Linked DNA regions of Hordeum vulgare: region 1 is linked to region 2. A link is a contact called in public Hi-C data. All regions are on one chromosome and are shown on one strand. The core of a region is the stretch at or near the end of the contact, and the rest is flanking DNA. Distances in the headings are between cores, read along the strand shown. Region 1 holds the start of LOC123448818 (protein SEMI-ROLLED LEAF 2). Region 2 holds the start of LOC123448817 (DEAD-box ATP-dependent RNA helicase 24).

What was found. A called contact is a pair of places that touch in the nucleus more often than the background predicts.
Region 1: a Hi-C map of seedling shows a contact between it and region 2, with 4 times the contacts expected there. The contact joins the promoter of LOC123448818 here to the promoter of LOC123448817 in region 2. A contact is called at or near these places in 3 of 6 Hi-C or Micro-C datasets (leaf and seedling) and 1 of 1 datasets of contacts at active chromatin or transcription factors (embryo).

The regions. Positions count from the first base shown.
Region 1 is chr4H:427,441,876-427,447,038 of MorexV3_pseudomolecules_assembly, reverse strand. It overlaps LOC123448818 (protein SEMI-ROLLED LEAF 2), which reads right to left and starts at 3,137. Exons shown (of 20, transcript XM_045125839.1): 1 at 2,809-3,137; 2 at 2,557-2,706; 3 at 2,231-2,305; 4 at 2,006-2,121; 5 at 1,779-1,890; 6 at 1,512-1,634; 7 at 1,359-1,406; 8 at 760-962; 9 at 1-151. The coding sequence starts at 2,691.
Region 2 is chr4H:426,950,751-426,956,299 of MorexV3_pseudomolecules_assembly, reverse strand. LOC123448817 (DEAD-box ATP-dependent RNA helicase 24) reads left to right here and starts at 2,694. Exons shown (of 5, transcript XM_045125837.1): 1 at 2,694-3,365; 2 at 4,036-5,264; 3 at 5,401-5,437; 4 at 5,529-5,549. The coding sequence starts at 2,807.

The sequences.
Region 1 (5,163 bases), core at 1,888-4,387, 490 kb before region 2:
TAATCCATGCCGAGGAGCCCATTGTTTCTTCATATCAAGGTAAGAAAACATTGGATCAAGGATGCGCCGCATAGTTGTACTCTCTTTGGCCAGTTCTGCAAGCTTCTGAACACAAATATGGGACCATACTTCTGGAGATTCACGCTCCTCCCTGCATCGACATTCAAATGAATCATAATATGGTGGGTTCATCTGAGCTCGAATACTAAAAAGAAGCAGCATCAAACATGTCACAAAATATAGGCTGGACGGTCATTCTCTCTTTTTTTTAAACTGGTTGGACGGTCATTCTCAAGGCCACTACTTCTGCTATCAAGTTCCCATTCGTCCCTTGATTGATGGATTAAAAAACATACTTGACTTATTTATATTATAATCTACTATGCTTCTAAAGGAATTTTTCTTCAATCTGTCCTTTCATGCTCTTTTTCTGCATCTCCAGTGCAATGTGCATGTACTTGATAGCAAGGTCACATTAGCCACACAAATAAGTTGTCAACTGAAGTTGAAAGACACCTACACTTTAAGTGTGGTATCTGAACCTCAGTTATAGGCTTTTAGCATGTATGTACCCTTCAAAGCATGAAAAGGAATGACATGCACTATTGCTAGACACCATACAGAACTAAAATGAACTGAAAGGTTGCAATGCAGTAAAAGTGTATATGATGTGCGCCAGCATTCCTTTTTTTTCTGCACATAATTTAGGAAAAGAAAAGGTACTATAGCGAGCATATATAAATGAGAATGACACTTCACCTGGTCAGTGCTGAAGAGTCCCTTGCTGATCGCAGTCTAGTAGTTGTTGCACCACAGAAATTTACATCATTACCTCCACCTAAACCAGCTCTTCCCTCGCGCCTGACTATTTCATCAACCCAGTTATGTTGTGATGCATGTCTGTCATCATCACCACCAGCAGTTCCATCCATCCTATAATTTTCCAAGACCGATTGCACCATCTATCACATCAAAGAGAGTTAGATTGTCAGCATCTATCATAGCATTAAAGTTGAGAAACATAAAAGTTCTTCAAGAGCTTATCAAACAAAACAATACGCGAAGTGAAAACTCCCCGAAAGAAATAGCGAAACCATAACGGAACCATCTGAATTCTTATGTACCATGATATAACCATTTTACTAGAAGTCAAAACAGAAATCATTACAGAACTGGATAAGTCAACAATGTTTGCAGTCTGCAGAAGACAAGATAAATAATGGTATTCTTTATGACCACACAAGCATTCTATTGGTAATAACCTGGTGCAAACAAGCAACTAAGCAAGCAACAGGTTGAGCAATTTGGAATTCAACTGTCCAAGGAGCAATGCAACTAAAAGAACTGATTGTAGTTACCTCATCAAAATCAGCAAATATGTATGAATGTTCCTTCATAAACCAGATCTGCACGAGTATTACAATAGTTAACTGAACTGGACATTCAAACAAATTACCTGGAAATGTGAAGATAACAGAAATGAAGAAAGAGAGCTGCAAAGCCACATTTACCATTGCTGAGAGACACTGTAGGCTTGCTGCCCGCAGAAGACTATGCTCCACTCCCTGTTGCCGTGAAAGTGTGCACACTTTGTGGACCAAGCTCTCAATATTTCGTGCATATGTGTTGTCTACCTGTGAATGTGCCAGCATAGTGAATGTCATACATGACCAAAAATAAATAAAGTGACTCGAGTAGTAGTCTTTCATGATTAGGAGGAACAGATTGAAATGCAATGTTTATAACTCTAAGCATGCCTGGTCCATCATAATACCCACCTGGCTGTAAATAAACCTCGCTAAAGTTTGACATCCAAGGATATGAATGTTCTCCTGCTTGCTTTCCAGAAGGTCGGTAAGGACGTTCACCAGGCTGATGGCAAAATATGCCCTATACCATCACATGCACACAGTAACATAACTTTTTAGACACGGAGATTCATCGGAAACCATTAACATTTTCGAATAGAAAACATGAGTGGCGGCCAAGAATTTCAGAAACTCACATCTGCTCCTTACAAATGAAGAGTAGCTTGCTGTATGCTTCAGTGATTATCTTGACATAGTTCAGATGAGCAGCGCGCAGCTCCTTGCGACTCCTCTGTTCCAGAAACTTGGCAATCTGACAGGCATGCAGTGAAGAGAAACCTACTGAATATTGATTAACCAAAGACTCCTAAAGAACACTTTAGCAATGTAATGTGAGAAAGCATGATGCAAAGATCACATGCCTTTGGAATGCGCAGGGGATTCTTGGCAGCATACTCGCATAACTTCATGATTTTCCTATCATTTGGGGGGCCCTCCTACAAAGGTAAAATCTACTGCATGAGCATTAGTGTGTCCTTTGCAAGCAACAGCGGAAGCTACATTCTGCAAAAAACAGTTACACGGTGGCAGAAGATAACCATGTGACAAGGCCACGTTCTGTGGAGCATGTTTAAGGAACATGTGGATTAGTCCACTTATAGATCAAAGACAGCACAGCACAGCATATCCAACGACCGCAGCAGCAACCAACCAGGCCGGCCAACAATAGCGACAAGCGAGCACTTACAGGCGTCTTGGGGAATATCTCAGCGAGCAGCTTCTTGTACCGCTTGACGGGGCGGCGCGAGCTCGGACGCAGCGCCGGGCAGCAGACGCACATGCTCTCGCACGACGGGAACAGCTTCGCCCCCATGAAACCCATCTTCGGAGGCTGGAGCTGTAGCAACCGGCCGGGTCAGTGGCGGATCTAGACGGCGTGTCGCGTGCGCATTGTGGAGGCCAGTGGGATTTCTTAACTAATCGCTGGACGGAAACATACCTCCAACTCCAAGTAACCTCCAAACCCAACCAACGGGCGGAGGTTGCGGACGGGGTGGAGACACGCGATGCCGCGACGGGGAAGAAGGGTAATGGCGACGGCGGCGACCCGCGCAGGAGAGGCGGAGGGGCTGTGGGGCACGGCACGGCAAGCTAGGTCAGGAGAGTCCAGGCATGGCGGAGACGGGTGGATGGGGAATTTTGGTGTGTTGGGGAGAGTGTGGAGTGGGGAAAGAGGAGGAAGGGCACAGAAGAGGGGCTTCACGTGACCGCGGCCTCGGTGGCAGGGCCAATTGGAGCAGCCTTTTCTCCTGTGCTCGGCGAGGATTGACGACGGCTTTCCACGCCCACCCGCCAGCCTGCCCAAAAGTGTAGTGGTACACAACAGTGACGCACATGGCAAGGCGTTGGGTTTGCATCCGATTGCACCCGAAGGCTTCTTCAGAGATATAGGATTCTTAATAATATTATCTCTCATTTAATATGTTGCTATATATACATGCTTTGTTTATTTAATAACCACATAAGGCCAACGGTGACTTTATCCAGAATCTCTCTTCTTAATTAACCACCATATAAGACAAGGTCATAACTCTCTTCTTAAATAATCATCTGCCTAACATAAATAATCATCCAGACTAGCCTTATTTAATAAGTACTCCCTCTGTAAACTAATATAAAAGCATTTAGATAACTACTTTAGTGATCTAAATGATCTTATATTAGTTTATAGAAGGATTACTTCATAAATAAGAGTAGGTTAGAACAGATAGGCACACAGGAGTAAATTACAAGAAACCATTACTTTGTCCTCGTCTAGCAAAACTGTTGAATGTTTTCCAAACAATTCTTCCATCCTTTACCTAAGATAATTGAGGAATATGAATATGTGCGTGTACCTTGCCACTCCGTCACCCTGCATTAGTGGCATGTCTCGCGCGCCGTTGTCCAGGTGTCACCTAGGGGGTAGTGATGGAGCCACGAAAATAAAATGAGAATTACCAAACGTTGCTAAAATCTTCTTGGAAGAGCCAGTTTATTAAAATACATTGGTTTAACAGCAAAAAATCAATGTTTACAATAGTATTAGGCTTAAACCAGTGACATTAAGGGGGGCAGGGCCCCTCCTGCCACCCTTTGTCTCTGCCACTGTAGATGTGATCTTTTGGAACGGGCTGCTAGAGCGTCTCCCTCCCGATGGGTGCGGCGTGGCGCGGCTCGCACCCATGCACGCATCGGTACACAACGGCACACGGAAGCCTACCACACACCATCTTTACTTGAGGTTGATGAAGGGTTTGGTGAAGACAATGATGAGGAAACGACGGTGATGATTGTGTTGATGGAGTTGTTGCCCGTGGGGCGAAGGTGTCGTGACGCCAATCAAGGAAACGAAAATGCCTCGCACCCTACTCGGCACGTCAAATGTCGGTGTCTACAAACGCAGAACACTTAGGTTGACTTGACGAGCCTAGCATGTACAGACATGGCCTCGAAACACGAGAGACCGAAATGTCGAACATGAGTCTTATGGAGATACAATCAACATGGATATATTAACCATTGATGACTAGTCCGTCTCACGTGATGATCGGACACGGCCTAGTCGATATGGATCATGTAGCACTTAGATGACTGGAGGGATGTCTATCTGAGTGGGAGTTCATTAAATAATTTGATTAGATGAATTTAATTATCATGAACTTAGTCTAAATTGTCTTTACAATCTATATTGTAGATCCAATGGCCAACGCACATGTCCCACTGAACTTCAACGCGTTCCTAGAGAAAACCAAACTGAAAGATGATGGAAGCAACTATGCAGACTAGGTCCGTAACTTGAGGCTCATCCTCATAACTTCCAAGAAAATGTATGTCCTTGATGCACCGCTAGGTGAAGCACCCGTTTTCCCGGCATCTCAAGACGTTATGAACGCCTGGCAATCGCGTAGTGATGATTACTCCCTGGTTCACTGCGGCATGCTTTACAGTTTAGAACCGGGGCTTCAAAAGCGTTTTGAGCAACATGGAGCATATGAGATGTTTCAAGAGCTGAAACTGGTTTTCCAAGCTCATGCCCGGGTCGAGAGATATGAAGTCTCCGACAAGTTCTTCAGTTGTAAGATGGAGGAGAATGGGTCTGTCAGCTAGCACATACTCAGAATGTCTGGGTTGCACAACTGCTTGTCTCAGCTGGGAATTAACCTTCCGGATGACGCGGTTATTGACAGAATCCTCCGGTCGCTTCCACCTAGGTATAAGAGCTTTGTGATGAACTACAACATGCAAGGGATGGAGAAGACCATTCATGAGTTGTATTCAATGCTAAAATCAGCGGAGGTGGAAATCAAGAAAG
Region 2 (5,549 bases), core at 1,445-3,944:
TTCATTCCTATGACCATGAGATCATGTAACTCACTGACACCGGAGGAATACCTTGTGTATATCAAATGTCGCAACGTTACTTGGTGACTGTAAAGGTGCTCTACAGGTATCTCCGAAGGTGTTCGTTGAGTTAGCATGGATCAAGACTGGGATTTGTCACTCCGTGTGACGGAGAGGTATCTCGGGGGCCACTCGGTAATACAACATCACATATAGGTGGCGTACGGTGTACTAGAGCTAAATTGCATTAAAAACAAATGAATTCAGAATTGGAATAGGTAAGAAGGTTCTCTAGATAAAACAAATATATTAAAAGTGATGCATTCGGCTTGAGTAACTTACATGCCGCTTCCCAAAACCATCATCCAGAATGTCAACAGCAACAACAACGTAAAAGTCCATTTAATGTACAAAACAAGCTCTAGGCAGAGTAGTTGATAGTGTGATTAACTAAACATACTCTTGGCACATCAAGGTGGTCCATGTAAATTACCCGCACATAGAAAAATAAAGAAACATCAGCTCCTGACTAGAAGGGTCGTTGTCCCGATAAAATAAGGTGCAAATGTAGCGGGAATAGAAGGGTTGTACCGGAAGCATTGGTAGACATCCATCAATCAAGAATTTTGCTTTGCCGTCGTTCCTCCTGTCATGGTATTTTTTAACTTCTTCATCACATCAGACATAATATGCTCATCAAACGCGAACTCATGGAACACACTCATGTCTCAGAAAGTGTACAAATATTCTAGGGGAACCACATTTCCTATCCCACGAGTTAATACCAATGCTAGGCAGAGTAAAGCCCATGACCTCTCGATGGTCTCCTTGTCATCATCATCTGCCTTAGACAAAACATCGATTATTGAGGGTATTGGAGCCCTTTCGCTGTCCAAATAAACTTCACAGAAGTCCACTTTGCCCCTCTTGCCAAATTCTAGCGGTGCGCTACCAGATGGCACATTGAATATCCTCTTAACCATGTCTCTTGTTAAGTGTATCTTCTTGTCATTAACTCTATAGTACACACAATTAAAAAGTTAGTATATGTTGCGAGGAAAACATGTTATGCAACAAGTATAGGAAAAAGGAGACAAATGACGAAAAGAAAACAGATCAATACTTAAACACATGCTTCTTGGTGTCAATCTTCATGACTATGAAATCGAGAAGCTCTTCTTTAGGAGGAACAAAAGGAGAGATGTATAGCAAATCACTGAAGCTGGATTTGCTTATCACATCCCTCTTCTTCCCTTCGATAGCATTTGCTATCTCACGTAGCCGCTTCGACCATCGAGTTTGGTAGATGGGCATGCTGCAAAACAAACCAAAAATGAAAACAAGATGCTATGATCATGCATCTCTATTAATCTAATAAAATCAAAGGTACATGGGAGCCCAAGGTACATAGACTAGTGATACATTACACACATGATTCAATTTTCACAAAAATATTCGCTATAAGAGCTTCAGAGGAAAATTCAGAAAATAACGCAACCTGAAAACTATGATCATATAACTTTAGGTTACTCTGCATCACATTCAAACCACAAATTTTCAGCAACACTGAATTTAGGAAGTAATAAAAACCCGAAACATATTAAAAATCAACAACATGCTCACTGAAACAACAAAAAAGCAAAACTAATTGTGTCACTCATTGCCAAAGCCATGGCCCCAGTCAAACTAATTGAAACCTACACATTGGCACGCTCATTGTGAGGGTGCATGCTGATATCAGGATACATGATTCAGAAATTCACAAACATTTCAACAAAAGAATTCAAAAACATTAAAATATTATCACTACATCTCTGAATCACATCCATCACTCAACTCTAATCACAAGATCTATGAAGCATCATCCAATCCACATCCAACACAACATACAAATCTGAAACATCTGAACATCTCAACAACACAAGGCAAACAATCCACATCCAGCACACATATCGGTGACATGCTACTACGCTGCTGAACTACCTACTCCAAGCCACCGTTGTCGTCATGCATGAAGCCACCTCGGGAGGACCGCCATGAACGCCTACAAAGTGCCATGAAAACGGCCCGGGAAACGCCTACGCAGTGCCACTCCTACGTTCTCAGTTCCGAGAGCGCCATAGGGGTGCCCAGCTGCTGCCCGTCGTAGAACGACATGGCATTGATCTCCGCACGGGGCTACATGGTGCGATCGAAGGAGGACCTGCAGAAATGACGCAGTTTGTGTGTGTGTGTGTGTGGTGGGGGGGGGAGGGGATGAGCATGCATATCCGCTGGAGTCGACGCCGGCCACCGCAGTATCTGTAGCCGTTGCCACCGTGCTGCAAATGATGCGACCACCCGCCGCCGTGCCGTCGTGCGTCACCGGCCCCGTCGCCCTCCCAAATCCAACAGCAAGACACAACAACGCGAGTGGACACTCAACTGCGGGAGACAGTGTTGAAATAACGGCTCTGTTTTAGAAAATGGTCGCGACGCGGAAACAGGGACGATCTCGTCCGTCTGATCAACGACAGATCTGACAATCGTCGAGCCGGCGGATGAGTGAGCGCAATCGACATGTCGAAGGTAAGCTTTTCCCTTAAAAAAAAGAAAAGAAAAAGAAACCCAATGAGTGAGATGGCTTGCTCGGAACCGGTGAGTCGGCGAGGCGCCGAGGCCCAAGCCCCGTCCAGTACCCGGCCCACAACACCAGCGACCCAACCAACGGCTCCAGTTCTCTCCGACCCTCCGTGTCCATCGTCTTCCTCCCCGCCTCGCTACACAAACCCTAGCTCGCTCGCCACCTCCACCTTGCACGCCGTCCATGTCGAAGCGACCGAGGCTCGAGGGCTTCAGCATCCCGAGGCCCACCTCATACAGCTTCGAGCGCTCCCAACCCGCGCCGCGCCTCTACGTTCCCGCGGATGACGACCTCGAGGAAATCGCTTTCTCTGACGACGCAGCCGCACCCTCGGACGCCGCGGAGGGCGGCAAGGCGGAGGACGACGAGATCGATCCGCTCGACGCATTCATGGCAGAGATCCAGGAGGAGATCCGCGCGCCTCCCCCGCCGCCCAAGCCCGAGGCACTCCGCCCCGCGGATTCCGACGAGGACGACGACCCCATGGAGAGCTTCCTGCGGGCCAAGAAGGACGCCGGGCTCACGCTTGCCGCCGACGTCATGAACGCCGGGTATAACTCCGACGAGGAGGTGTACGCTGCCGCTAAGGCCGTCGACGCCGGCATGATGGAGTACGACTCCGACGACAACCCAATAGTAGTTGACAAGAGGAAGATAGAGCCCATACCACCGCTGGACCATTCGACCATCGAGTACGAGCCCTTCACCAAGGATTTCTACGAGGAGAAGCCGTCAGTTTCAGGTGAAGTATATCTTACCGTTTGATTGAGCTTGTGTATGGTTAACTGTTAAATTGGCGGCCTGTGTAGATTATACTGTTATAAGCCATTACTTCAGTTTGATCTCACCATATGAAGCCTGACCAGAGGTCTAGATTCTTTGCTCTATTTAGTCAATCAAATGATGAACCAGAATAGTCTATATCAATTGGATGCTGTAAACAAAAATGATGCCCTACAAGGGTCGGTGATCACTATTTTGAATTCCATGCTTATTGTTTGGGTGCTGGCTATTAGTATAGAATGCATCTCTGTTATTTTGAGATGGCAAGCACCGGCTCATCACTTCTTTACACAATCACCAGTTTGCAGTTACCCTCCCTGAGACAGCAGTTGGAGAGCCATAATTTACACAATCACTTCGATTGCTAGTCTTGAGTAACTGAAACATTTCTGTTGTACATCTGGTGTCTCGTTCCCCTTCTGCTGACATTGCTAAATAATTAGTGTAATGAAGTCTCTCTATGTTACAAGCCATTGCAACTGAAATCTTGCAAGTACTTGTACATGTTTGTGTGATCTAGCATGATGTAACTTGATTATAACTTTTGCTGGTTGTTCTTGCTCATTGTTTATGGTTTGGCAATTCCTACTTGAAGGCATTTATTGAATTTCTCTATTTGTCTCTTGTAGGGATGAGTGTGGAAGAGGTGGCTGATTACATGAAAAGTTTGGCAATCCGGGTTTCAGGCTTTGATGTGCCCAGGCCTGTTAAAAACTTTGAGGATTGTGGGTTTCCTGTTCCATTGATGAATGCCATTGCCAAGCAGGGTTATGAAAAGCCGACAACAATTCAGTGCCAGGCTTTACCTATTGTCCTTTCAGGTAGAGATATCATTGGTATTGCGAAAACTGGTTCAGGCAAGACTGCAGCATTTGTGCTCCCTATGATTGTTCATATTATGGATCAGCCTGAACTTCAGAAGGAAGAAGGTCCAATAGGAGTCATATGTGCTCCAACAAGAGAATTGGCACATCAGATATATCTCGAAGCTAAGAAGTTTGCAAAGCCTTACAACCTTCAAGTTGCTGCTGTTTATGGTGGTGTTTCCAAGTTTGAACAGTTTAAAGAACTGAAATCAGGCTGTGAAATAGTCGTTGCTACCCCAGGGAGACTGATAGACTTGCTTAAGATGAAGGCACTGAGGATGTTTCGGGCGACTTATTTGGTTCTTGATGAAGCTGATCGCATGTTTGATCTTGGGTTCGAGCCTCAGATACGATCCATTGTTGGTCAAATTAGACCAGACCGACAAACCTTGCTTTTTTCTGCAACAATGCCATACAAAGTGGAACGATTGGCTAGAGAAATTTTGACTGACCCTATTCGAGTCACAGTTGGCCAAGTTGGCAGTGCTAATGAAGACATTAAACAAGTTGTGAATGTACTCCCTTCTGATGCTGAGAAAATGCCATGGCTTCTCGAGAAAATGCCTGGTATGATTGATGATGGAGATGTGCTTGTATTTGCAACTAAGAAGGCTCGAGTCGATGAGGTTGAGAACCAGTTGAATCAGCATGGATTCAAAGTTGCAGCACTTCATGGTGACAAGGATCAAGCATCACGAATGGAGACACTGCAGAAGTTCAAGTCTGGGATTTATCATGTTCTTGTTGCAACTGATGTTGCTGCACGTGGTCTGGACATAAAGTCAATTAAAACAGTTGTCAACTTTGATATTGCAAAAGAAATGGATATGCATATTCACCGCATTGGAAGAACTGGCCGAGCCGGTGATAAAGATGGCACAGCATATACTCTTATTACACAGAAAGAATCACGATTTGCAGGTGAATTGGTTCATAGTTTAATTGCTGCTGGTCAAGATGTGCCCAACGAACTTATGGACCTGGCAATGAAGGTGGGTTCCTACTAACTTATTTGCGAATTTTGCGTGTTCTTTCAGCTGCTAAAATACATACTATTGTTATAGTTTGCCTAGTCATTCTACGACGAGCACAACCCCTTTTCTAAACCGACTGTTGTTTGAATTCCAGGATGGCAGGTTCAGAGCTAACCGTGACTCCAGAAAAGGTTTGTCCTGTTTGTTTAGTTATACACGATGTGATATAGATGCATCCTTCTGGAAACTGATTATACTAACGAAATAATTATGCTTGATCAGGTGGGAAGAAAGGTGGCAAAG